Linked DNA regions of Sus scrofa: region 2 is linked to region 1. The links are chromatin contacts, called in public Hi-C maps. All regions are on one chromosome and are shown on one strand. The core of a region is the stretch at or near the end of the contact, and the rest is flanking DNA. Distances in the headings are between cores, read along the strand shown. Region 1 overlaps FOXP1 (forkhead box protein P1). Region 2 overlaps FOXP1 (forkhead box protein P1).

Region 1 (6,263 bases), core at 1,837-4,336:
GCCCCAGTCTATGCTTGTTGATTGCATGTATTTATTAATATTTTTCACTCTTAACAATATTCCAGGTTTGGAGTTCCTGTGGTGGCGAAGTGGGTTAAGAATCCAGCTGCAGGGGCTTGGGTCACTGAAGTAGTGAGGGTTTGATCACTGGTCTGGTGCAGTGGGTTTAGGATCTGGTGTTGCTGCAAACTGTGGTGTAGGTCACAGCTATGACTGGGGTGATTCATTCCCTGGCCCAGGAATTTGCATATGCCGTGGGTGTGTCCAAAAAAGGGAAAAAAAAAAAAGGATCCCAGTTTGGATATTTCATTATATGATCACTTTGCTTACATTTATCTAAACATTAAAATGCAAGTGTGATGCTAATATTTGAAGTGTAAGCCTGTCTTGGTCACCACATGCCTCTGTCACTAGATGCAAAGATAGCTAATGTTTACTATATGCTTAATGTGGAGCATCAGTCCCATAGCTACTCTGTGGTATAGTGCTGTCCTGAAACCCTTCTATGGATAAGGAAAAATGAACATTCAGAGAAGCCAAGTGACTTGTTAGCACACAGACAACCAGTATGTTATCAGGAGTTAATTATTGCTTCTCCTTCCGTGTGTATTTGCTCAGTATCTACTGAGTGCCTTGTTTTCCATCAATAAGCAAATTATTACATTTTTCATATCATAAGCAAAAATAAGACCCCCACCAACAAAAACCAATTTCTACTGTAAATATCTTAATTTCAATTAGGAAGACTAAGATCTGCCTAATTATCCTAATTGTTGCTGTGTGTGTGTGTGCACGAACATATGTGCGCACACACGTGTGCATTCGTGGGCAAGAGTTATGTGTCACAGCAGTGAACAACAGCAAAGGAAAGTTATTTCCTGTGCTCCAGCCTGAAGTGCTTGCTCTTAGGAGCTTCCATGTGTTGGAACATGGAAATAGTATGTTATAATCACTGTTGGGGCGAGGAGGTGGGGAGGAGCAGGGAGGAAAAAAACATACTTGACTGGTCAAAAATGTGTAAATTGCTGACAAAATGACACATGTAATTAAGAGCGCTCCCACCATTTTACCTTGTGGTTTACACCTCCAGTGTTGAAAAAGAGAGCGACTCCCACCTCGCTAATTACCATTATCACTGAAATGCTAGGGTTGGAGTCATTAGTTCCATGTGCATTTAATTAGAGGAAGGCTGAAATTGGATTTAACTTATTACTTTTTCATGGATCACTTTCTTGTCATCACTTCAAATTGGATTGCAGCCCCAGGTAACTAATTATGAGAGCCACAGGATCAAGAGTGAAAAAAAAAGGTAATTAGGAATAACACTGTCGGACCCTTGCTGGTCGTCCACTTGTGCTTCGGGAGAAGGGGGGGGGGGGGAACCCAGCCGTATTTTGTCGTATTACAGATCACAGAGTTAGAGGTATGTACGGTTGCTAGGCATCCTAGGAGTCTGTCACCACCCATAGTGGTTTCTGTGATATACAACTGAGTCAAAGATGTCAAGTCGACGTGGTTCCACGATCAGCCCCTTAATACCTAGATTAAACTTGTAAAAGCAACAGATTGCTTGTAGGTATGAGGCATCTCAACAACTGTGTAGTCTGGGGCCTCACATATATGATTACAACAAAGCTGTCAAGATGCCTCGGAGCCAAAGTATGGAATATTTTAAGTACGGGGAGTTAGCATTTAATGAACGTATTAATGTTCCAGAAACATCATTCATATCTGACAGGAAGACATATCAGTCAGCATAACAGTAAGGTGCAGGGTTTATATATCGGGAATTTTTGTCAGAGTTTCCAGCCGACCATTTTCTTTGCTTCTGGTTGGTTCCCCACCCCCCACCCCACCCCAGTGTTGTGGATAGGCTTGCTGACGTTCTGTTTCTCCTTCCGCCCCCATCGAAAATACTTTAAAACAAATGATATTGTTTCCATGTGCAGAGCAGAATTCAGAACTGCAAGCAATCAATTTTATTGACATCGTCTGAAAAAAATGTTGATGACAGTTGGAGGATGTGAAAGGATTGGACTTTTAAAGTCACCAGGACTTAAGTGTGGCAAAAAAAGAAAAGAAAAAAAAAAAGAGAGAGAGAGAGAAAAATGAAAATGGAATCTCATTATTCAAAAAAGTGCCTGTGACTTAGGCTTTCCTAAGAAGGGCTTCTTTGGTAGGCTGTGCTAGCTGGATGAGGAGTCTTTCTTGATAGCAAGCCTGTTGGTTGTTTTGACGGGGTGTGGGGGGTGAAAACGCTTCCCAGAGAAGTGAATCACTAAGCCAAGATGGCTAGAGTTTCCTTAAGTTGTTTCAAATTGGTTTTAATGTTCTGTTAATGTAAGCAAATAATCATGATTCAGTCTTGGGTGACTTTCAAACCTGGGTAAGTGAGGCTTGCTCATTATTTTCCAGGGAGTTAGGGACATGTAGACCTCGATGTGCCTATCCCACCACGTCCACTCCACGACCATTCCTAAAGTGAGAGAAATACTCTTCCTGGCATTAGGAGTCCTTTTCCTGTGTGAACCTTCTCAGCAAAATCTCAAGAATCAAAATAGTAATCATCAAGTCTAAGGCAAAAAAAAAAAAAAAAATTAAAGCTTTTTTTTTTGGACATCTTAAGTTGATTTAGAATTTTTGTACACAATATTCGTCTGTGGTTGAAAGGGGCCATGCCGAGGTCAAGTGATGTAGTGTTTTCCATTTTTCCATGTGAGTCTCACAGTGTGTGATAAAAGCAAACTCCTTTATTTTCTAAGTCTGCAGGAATTTCTGATGAAGTGCAGAGGTCACGTTCCCTGTCAATTTGAGTAGCCAGCATTTTTTAACTACTGTTTTTTCTTCCCTTTTTTGTGTGTGTCTTTTCTTCCCTGCCCCCACCTCACCATAAACCATGGCACTTTTCTGACACATGCACAGTGAAGTCCTCCAATCTGAAACTCATTAGCACACAGCATTGGACCCTATCCAGTGGTTAGAAAATTTCCTGAAGCCTAGAATAACAGCATTTGGTGCAAGCACCATGGACCAGAAGTGACAATGGGGGTAGTCGAGCTCCCTGGCGCCCTGCCCGGTCGGGAAAGCCAGCTGACCATGCAACCCAGTGAGACAGAGGTCATGCACATGGGATGGGCTAGAAAAGTTTGGTCCTTAGAGAAATATGCTTCTGAAATCACAAGGCAGTATCTTTTTTTTCCCCTATGCCTATTCTTTCACTTGGGTTGGAGGTATTTATCAGCATTAGCAATAGTCTGAAAGCAAGCAATTAGAGAAATGGGATGAAAACCAATTTCTACGAGACGATAGTTTTTGCTTCTGTAATGACTGGGTGTTGCAGAACCTATGGATTTCATTTATTCATTCATTCATTCATCCATTCAAACTTTGTTCATTGAACCTCACTATGTCCAGGTAGTGGGACCTAGATGGAAATTGACATAGCTCACCATGGTCCGGGATAAGTTAAGCCAGGTTTTCAAATAGGAAACTGAGCCCCAGAAATTCAACAGTAATAACATTAAAGAGAAAGCCCTTATACTGTACTTTCTAGGCACCAACTACTGTATTGTACAAATGAGGGGAAATTCTATCATTATTCCCATTTTGCAGAGGAAGAAAGTGGGGCCTAAAGAAATGAACTTGCTCCGGGCCAGAGAGTTGATAAGTGGCACCGCTGGGATCCCAGCCCAAACAGTCCAGCTCAAGCATCTTTGCTCTCTCTCCTCTATTACGTTCTGTCTCTTCTCACTGAGCTGCTGCCCGGCTGTAAGAAACAGGGCCAGCCAAGGGAACCGAATCAGTTGCTGAAGCCGAATGCTTGTCACTAACCACCAGACCACACTGTCTCCTAATTTGGACATATGTTTATGGGCATATTTGAAAAATATTGCTTGTAATTGAAATATGCACTTTCTAAAGGGAAATGACGCTTGGGAAAGAGAAGAAAGACGGGTATTACTCAAAGCCTGCAGACAACTCTGCAAGTAATTGTCTAAAGGCAGCCGTTGAAATTGAGAAGCAGTTTGGAAAATGTACAGTTTGGGAAATTTGTGTACCGATGTAATTACGGTAGTTGTGAGTTGATGTCATGCCTAGTAACTGTTTTTGTATTGCTTGGGCCTTTGTTACTGAGCTGTGATATCATGGGCAAACTATTATAAACATAGCATGGATATAGCATGCTTGTGTAACAAAAGATCGGGAACTTTTATTAAGTTTGTTTTCCTTGTCATATTGTAAAAATTTATTATGTGTACTGTGTATATTAGAAACAGATTTGGGTAATTCTGTCTAAATGAAGTCATCCCGGCTATTTCCAGACTGTCTGTTTTTGGTTGTGAATAATTTTCATACATCAGATGGTTGTCATATTTAGTCGCTCTCAACATTTTAAAGAGAACATATCCCATTTTGAACTTTTGGTGGACTTCAGCCGCCTTGCTGTTGGGATTGTTTGAGTTAGAAATCAATGCCCAGTAAATTACAGAGACTGAATACTAGTCATTTTTAAGGGGTGTAGGGCTGCTGACTTCTATTCATAACTTACCCCCTTTCATCAAAAGAACAGATTTTGAACTACTTAAGTAGGAGAATTTAAAGCTGCCAGGACACAATTGGGCAAAGACTGCCAGCCCTTGTCCTTTTATGTTACATCCCATTGAGGAAATTCGGTAAACATTCAAACAGACAGAGCCCAGCATTTATCGGTGTTCGTGGTAAAATGCGGATCTTAAATGGGTAACTCAAAAACTCTGGATGACTCGGTCCTTCCCAGTTCTTTTTCTCAAGCTCCGTCTTTTGCTACCAAGCTTTTAGAGCCTGAGCATTCTGCTTGCTGTTTCAACTCTTTTTTTTTTTTTCTTCAGATGAGTACTTTGCTTCCTAACCTCCCCCACATCTGGCTTTCCCCGTCATCATTGTCTTGATTGTTATTGTCACTAAATGCAGAGCCTTTGTCTCCATCCTTTTTCCAACATATCTGACTTTGTCACAGCCTGTGATCCTTTCTTTGGCTGTTTCTTCTTCTTGGAAATAGCCTTCTTTTAAACCCCTTCCATTCAGTCTCCTCTGGTCTCCACACCATTCTCTTTCTGCTTCCCACTGTGCTGCTGGAACCCAAGTTCATTCCTTTCCCAAAGTTGAGTTCCTTGAATCATCTCCAGTAGCACCTCTGTCTTCTTTGCTTGTTCTAGTCCCTCTTTACCCATGACTTGAAGCCTGTATGTGCCCCCCTTGGCTGCCCACCCATGACTCTCTGTTAGCTCATCATTTCATTGATTTCAGTTATCACCAATCCAACTGATCATTTTTGTTGCCAGGTCCTATTAGTCAGTCATGCGTTGTCATCAACTTACTCATTTCCCTCATCCTCACCACATTATCAGATCTTCCATTTTTCCTTCCCCTGGGCTTCTTCTGTCCTTTCTTTTCTTTCCCTCTGTTTCCTCTGCTGCTACCTTGTTCCAGAGTTCAAACCTTCAGGAAGCGTATGCCTAGCACTAGGCAAAAAAACGATCAGTTATGCTGCTCCAACCCCTCAGAGCATCTTCTGTTCTTCATGCGTATCTCCTAGCCTGTCTACTGCTTTTCACCCTTCCCTAAGTGCCATGTGATTCTATTATTCATGAACTTTCTGTGGTTCACTGTTTTTCCCATACCAAGTCTGAATTCTGCTGCCGTCTTCCAGTTTCTTAGTATTCTAGCTTGAGATTAAGTCAAATGACCTGAGACAAAGGTTGTAGTCTCCTTACTGGGGCAGGGGTATGGAGGGGTTGGGGGACACCTAGGGATTCAGAGCCTTTTGTCAGGAAGTAGATATAAATACCATCTATCTGATAATATTTCCGAGCCCACCCAATCCAGGATTGCAAATGTTGCTCATTCTGACACTGATTAAATTGTTTGCATTGGATTCCAAGAGAATTGTATCTCTGCCTGCTTTTCTTCAGAAGGAAACTAAAAGCTGTATGATACACTCCCCCCCACCCCATATCTGAATTTTCGGCTCTGCTGCCCCATGGCTCTTTTTCGTTGACATCTATAGCTCCAGCCTCGCCGATCCTTCCCATCTTCTCTGCACTCATGATCCGCAGCCAGGCACTTCCTTGTCTGCACTCAGAAGAACTGCTTCATCAGCCCTAATGAAGCTGCTTTTAATAAGACATTGGTGAAATTATGTCTGGTTTGTTCTTTATTTGATAGCATAAAGTGATTGTTATTTATTCTATAAATAAAATTAAGAGTCCAAACCACATGGAATA
Region 2 (6,428 bases), core at 3,311-5,810, 430 kb before region 1:
ACCTGACTAGGATCCATGAGGAGGCTCATTTGATCCCTGGCCTTGCTCAGTGGGTTAAGGATCCGGTGTTGCCGTGAGCTTGCGGCTCAGATCTCGCATTGCTGTGGCTGTGGTGTAGGCCGGCAGCTGCAGCTCCGACTCAACCCCTACCTCGGGAACCTCCCTATGCAGTAGGTGCAACCCTAAAAAAAGACAGTCAATCAAGAACATGGCTGCTGAAGTTTTATTTCTAGCTGAAAGTGAAAAGAACGAGCCAGATCCGGGCCCATTAGTGCCTGTGTGGCCCTTGCAGGGTGAGTTACCATCCCTACACCTGTTACCCTGGGGAGAGTGGGTCTCTCCCTGTTTCTGTCCGGGAGCCTCTTAAGAATGAGTGAATGAGCCGAGGAGCTCTCTTCCCTAGGGGAGTAGCGTGTGGCCTGGCACCAACCCCCTTCATTCTGTGAGGCATGGGGGGTGCCCTTCCCTGCCTGCTGGACTCTCATCAGTAGCATGTGAGCTGTCAGGTAACTCGCACCTAAGCTGGAAGCCTACCTTCCCTTCTTCTGGGGGAAATTTTCAGCCTTAAGGACCTGCATGGTGAAAGTGGTGAGAGAGAGAGAGAGAGTGTGTGTGTGTGTGTGTGTGTGTGTGTGTGTGTGTGTGATATGGTGGAAGGCCTACTGTCCAGCATCAAAAGACCCTTGAAAGAGATCTTAGGAAGAACCACATGGAATTTGTAACTTGATCACAAAATGAGCACTGTTAAGGACCTGAAAATAGCTCTTCAGGTTTGTAGGTCACACCTTTCTCAGCTGAGTTAATGAGCAAATCTTTATTCTTTACAAGATTAGCCAGGTGTATTTGGCTAATGTTAACCTTAGCCTTGGCGGCTCAGCCCTCTTGCTAATGAGGCCAAAGTGGGAATTCCTGCCTCTCATGGACCAGTTACCTTCCACTCTCTTTCCTGGCCACTGACTGCAAACCCTCGCCAGCTGGCCTGTGAGTGTCTGCTCTTGGATGTCAGAGGAGGGGGAAGTTGTTATGCAAGGTGCCATGTGGATTAGCACCAAAGTCTCACTGCGCCTGGGGAAACCTTCACACACATAGGCCACTGCCCAGAGGTCAAGTGCATTGTCTCCACTTCTGAAAGACAATAGAGTTGTTGATGAGGGTTAACTGGAAAATGCTGATGTTGGCTGGAATCTTGGCCTTTTGCCAGGATGTATGCATCCTTTAAAGCGGTTTAGGGAAAACCCTGCCATGGTTCATTGGTGGAAGAGCTTAAGGGGAATGAAACAGTGGAAATCAACAAGGAGAGAAGGATGACTTTTAAATATGCAGCATTGACAGTAGACGTGACAGTAAGTTAAAAACATGTTTCCTGGGAATGCTGGCTTTCTGGAATCTTGCTTTGGACCAAACCATGTTTGGGTTATAGGTTCTTTCGACTTTTACCTCTCGATTCCTACCTATTGCCAAAATGACGGGCTATGTAAGTTAACTTTGTATTCTATTTATTTATTAAGAAATTGCCTATTAAATAGAAATCTTGGAGTTACTGGAAACTTTTTGGATTTTAAACAAACACTGAGGAACATATAATGTTCTGGAAGATAAATATTTGTTTAAGGCAGTTCAGTCCTTCAGTATGTGTATTTTTAAAAACAAACAAAACCCCCAGGAATATTTACCCTAAGTGTAATTTGCAAAGTAAAATGAGAATAATTTTGAAATCCTGAGTACTTGGATTCATTTATTTTCACATTTTGTAATGTGAAATTCAGGGTTCACATTTTGTAATAATAAATGTGCAATGAAGAACTGTTAGGAAAACCATTATTTTGCTTAGATTTGGGGAATTGCTAACCATGTCTTTGTTATACATCACTATTTTCCAAGAAAAGAGAATTAAGCTCAGAGAAACTGGGACTTGCCCAAGGTCACACAGCTAGAAAATGGCAGAGCTTTGATGAAAACCAGTTCTCTTGACCCTCAGGCCCGTGGTAGTTCTGGACTGCTTGCTGATTTTATTAGGGGTGGAGGTAAGGAGGAGGGGCGGATGTGCATGTTCCTGAATACACGTGTGTGTGTGTGTGTGAATATAATAACTATTTAGCTTCCTTTTAACAAACTGATTAGAAGATCAACGACTTGGAGATATCCTTTTGTTTCTCATCCTTTTAAGGAGCAAATTCAGCTGACTGCCTTATGGTCCTAACATCTTTTGATATCTCTAGATAAACAAGTGACTTAGTCTGCTTTGTAAGCTGTTTAGAGCTAGGTAGGATTACAATCGTAACCTGAATCTGGGGGTGGGGGGAATTTATTATCTTTCTTATTTATCATCATTCCCTGGAAAATAACTGTTACCCAAGTTTCGCTTAAACATTTGGTGATTTGCAAATGTGGTTTATAAAATATGTAACGATTTGGTCCTACCTTCTTTTTCTGTTCTCCACCTTCGTGATTGTATTCTGCCTATTTTAGGGTACAAACAGCTGACTGTTATTGTCAGAAAGTCCACCCCCCTTATAAAATCCAGTGGTCTTTAATTTGTTTGGGGCTTTGAAAGATTTTTAGCCTTTTCTTTTCAAATGCAAAAGTAAGGAGAGCTTAGAGTTTGGATTTTGTAAACATGTATTTCTGCCATTAACATCAGGGCAAATGGTCTCTTCCTTTTTTTACTTGATCCAGTGAAGTATGTTCACTTCCATATCTTCTTTCCTGCTTTATCCTTTTGTTGTTCCAGGTTTTCCTTTTGTTTCTTTCCATTTCTTTCTTTTTCTGTGTTTTTTGAGGAAAATCAAGGCCGAAGCATGTGTAAATGACCAGTGCTATTGCAGTTTTTTTTTTTTTTTTTTTTTTTTTGTCTTTTGTCTTTTGTCTCTTTTTGTTGTTGTTGTTGTTGTTGCTATTTCTTGGGCCGCTCCCGCGGCATATGGAGGTTCCCAGGCTAGGGGTTGAATCGGAGCTGTAGCCACCGGCCTACGCCAGAGCCACAGCAACACGGGATCCGAGCCGCGTCTGCAACCTACACCACAGCTCATGGCAACGCCGGATCGTTAACCCACTGAGCAAGGGCAGGGACCGAACCCGCAACCTCATGGTTCTTAGTCGGATTCGTTAACCACTGCACCACGACGGGAACTCCCAGCTATTGCAGTTTTTAAAAGCCATGCATATATACATTTTATTTCTTTCTATTAGCTATTTATCTTTTCCTTTTTTAGGTCTCTTTGGAGAATCAAGACTAAAATGTGTAAGGGACCAATGTCATAGAAATTAATAAAGGTATAAATAATGAAAAGATACACATTTTTGAAACATAACTTTAAAAGATTGCCATAGCATTGGTCTCTTTGGCATATGTTAGCCTTGATTTTCCTAAAAGACATAAAAAGAAAAATAGTATGTATATGTATATGCATGTCTATACATCTGTACGCACACTCAGTATAGAGGAAATAAGGTGATAATTTCATATCTTTACAAAAATATTCAAAAGAGATCCACTTCAGACACATGGATTTCCCTGAAGATCACTTCTACCTATTTGTGGTGGTCTAAGGTTTCTGGCACTTTATTAGTCAGATTGGAAGCAGTTGAGCAAACCACAAAGGAACAATGCCGCCTGATTGCTCTAAGCATCGAATTAGGGGACTCAGGCAGGTAGTGCTCGGGTTTCCTGTGAGCCTGTTCACTGAACCCACTTTGTTTTGAGGCAGAGACTAGGAGATGTCAGTTCCACACCAGGCTTACCTGGCCACATCTGCATCATGGCCAGCAGAGAGCCATGTAGATAAGTTGTCACACACACACCCTTCGGTCGGCGCCTCTCAGGGCCATTATTGCACATCACAGCCTGATGCTGGGGCCCAGTGTGGCCGGGTGGCTGACAAGGGCTCGGCACCATCGACCACGGGCTAGTGAGGACACGGAGGTCCCACAGCCACAGTCGCCACAGTCACTACTGTTCACAAACAGAGCTTGGTGCCCATTGCGCCCTGATCCTCCTCAATCCTTTTTCAAGTGGAAATTTTGCAAGTTGATTTCTGCAGCGTGCGTAGTATGATTTGGCTGACGGCAGTTTCTGGCAAAAGAAATAACCAAATTATTATTCAGTCATGGGTTTTTAACAGCCGCAAAGCAAGTGGATGTTAACTAAATGATGCAATTTATTCCCTTCCCTCTTATTGCCAGCTTGCCTATTACAGAACGACTGCCAGTTTTCAATAAGTGGTACCCAGATGGTATTCGCATGCCGCCCACTTGGTTACAGAGCCGAAGCGGGGAATAACTCGGCAGACACTACAAGCTGTGGGTCAATTGAGGGGGAATGCCTGTTGCTTCACAGTTTTGCATATGTAAATCTGTTAATGTTATGTCAGTATTGTGCGGGCTAAACACAAGCATTGCCTTTCTCTGGGGGCCCAGCTGAACTTGGACCGCAGCCCAGTCCTACCGAGGCTCGGAGAGCGAAGCTGCAGTTTGAGGATGCTGCACAGCCTGCTTCCCTCCACTCCCGCCGTGACGCTCTCTCGGTATCCGCAGCCCGAGTTGGATGCAGGAAGCGTCTGCCATAGGCTGACTCCATAATAGGACAGGCAGGCCCGGTTTTATGAGGTTGGATGCAGAGGGTGGAGGAGTGTGAGCGTGTGTCTATTTTTAGGCCAGCCTTCAAGACAGTTCCCCGGGCCCAGCCTGCGCCTGCCTGCCTCGCTCACACTCGCCTCTGTGTGTCTGCCACACTTCTGCTCTCCATTTCATCAACTGCAGATGTGGCACACAGCCGTCTTAGAAGAGTCATGAACTGTGTCGTCTGCGCAGCTTAACAGCCAACATCTGTTGCAGCAGGCTGAAGGGAGAGGCAGGGAAATCATTTTTGGGAATGCATTCAAGTGCCTCAACTTAGCCTCTTCTTGGGCCTGCGCAGACAATTATTTTACACTAATTGCAACAAGATAGCAGCTATAAAAAGTAGGTTGGAAGCCCTCTCCTGCCCCACCCCCAACCTCTTGTGAAAGTTGCAGTCACAAAGGGTAGTCCTTTTTTTTTTTTCCCTTTTTTATTGTGGTTTGCGTCTTGTTCTCAAAAGCTTATTACATGGGGTGCAAACAACAACAAAAATGCTATAAAAAGGCAAGAATCGTAATATGGTTAAGAGCTAAAAAGACCTATAGTGTTGGTGTAACCAATGAAAATATTCCTGCAGGTATTGTAAAATTTATGTGCCATATGAAAAACATTAAGGGTGTTGTTTTTTCATGGAGGAAAATGTTCATCGTTGAGCCATTTTGTAAATTATTTTAATGCTGCGTTTCTGCTTAAACCTCATGATTTTGATATATAAACCAGTTTAATGTTTTCTGCACAGACCCTGGCTTTTCTTAAATTTTATATATTGGAAAGCCCATGTTTGTATTGGACCTTCTGGTTTGTTTCATATTGAAAATCCGTCTTCCATGGCCCTGTGCCATGTGGCGAAGGAATAGTTTGACACGAGTCAAGCCTCGAGTGTTGACTTTTGAGTTCTGAAAACTTGGCGAGACTGTGTTAATAAATACATAGAGGCGCTTGGTGGGTTTTTTCTTTTTCTTTTTTTTTCTTTTTCTTTCTTCCTTTCTTTCTTGTTTTTTTTTTTCTTTCTTTTTTTTTTTTTTTCTTTTTTTAAGGAGTCATTTGGCCACAGTAAGAATAGCATCCCCACAGTATGGATTTTCTAATACCTTGGTCTGTTCTCAACTTTCATCCCCTTGTAATAGAGACAGCATTGCATTTAGTACCCAGGTCTTTTTTTTTTTTTTTTTTTTATGCCCTCAGAGTAAATGTTAGTTAATTACGCATTCCAGCATCTCTGATTCTCTTGAAAGATTTGTTTCTGTGACATTTTGCTGTATCTGTTGTGCAGCTCGAGGAGCATGCTTCTCTCCTCACATTTCAAGTTTCTAGACTTTGTTCTGAAGAGCCAGATGGAAGTATGCAGATTGTTTTTATCTTTTGTCCTTCACACTGTAACCTGATCTCCAGCATATCTAGACATCTAGCAGAAAATTTACTATGTGAAAGCACGGAAGTGATTTAGAATATGGACCAGGCAGGCAGGGGAAGAAAGGCTCAGGATGCACTTTATCAAAGCAAATCTATTCCCCCACCTGCACCCCCCGCACCCTTCCTTTTTCTTTTCTTGAGAAATGGCATTCTGATCAAGGGTACTTTTCAATGTGCCCACATATACTTCTTCTCATTTGCCCTGCATTGAGACCCATAATTGACCAGTGGGTTTGATGACGGTGTAAGTATGCGTACAATGAGAGCTGATGACCTAATCATTGAAAGCTTAGAAGAAGAGTAAATTGGTAGAATCATAGAATTGGCAGTGGCCTTGCAGATTTGGGCAGGAAAATTTACTAATAAAAAAAAGGACATTTTCAAAGTTACATATCTGG

The links. A called contact is a pair of places that touch in the nucleus more often than the background predicts.
Region 2: a contact with region 1 is called in a Hi-C map of adipocytes, with 3 times the contacts expected there. The contact joins two enhancer-like sites. A contact is called at or near these places in 2 of 47 Hi-C or Micro-C datasets (adipocytes and embryonic fibroblasts).

The regions. Positions count from the first base shown.
Region 1 is chr13:52,492,209-52,498,471 of Sscrofa11.1, reverse strand. The region is part of intron 7 of FOXP1 (forkhead box protein P1); the gene reads left to right. Among named protein-coding and RNA genes, the nearest start is that of FOXP1, 480 kb to the left of the region's middle. Within about 2 kb of position 3,086, at least 19 of the 83 cell types and tissues checked have an H3K27ac peak or open chromatin away from gene starts, as enhancers often do.
Region 2 is chr13:52,927,748-52,934,175 of Sscrofa11.1, reverse strand. The region is part of intron 2 of FOXP1 (forkhead box protein P1); the gene reads left to right. Among named protein-coding and RNA genes, the nearest start is that of FOXP1, 43 kb to the left of the region's middle. Within about 2 kb of position 4,560, at least 35 of the 83 cell types and tissues checked have an H3K27ac peak or open chromatin away from gene starts, as enhancers often do.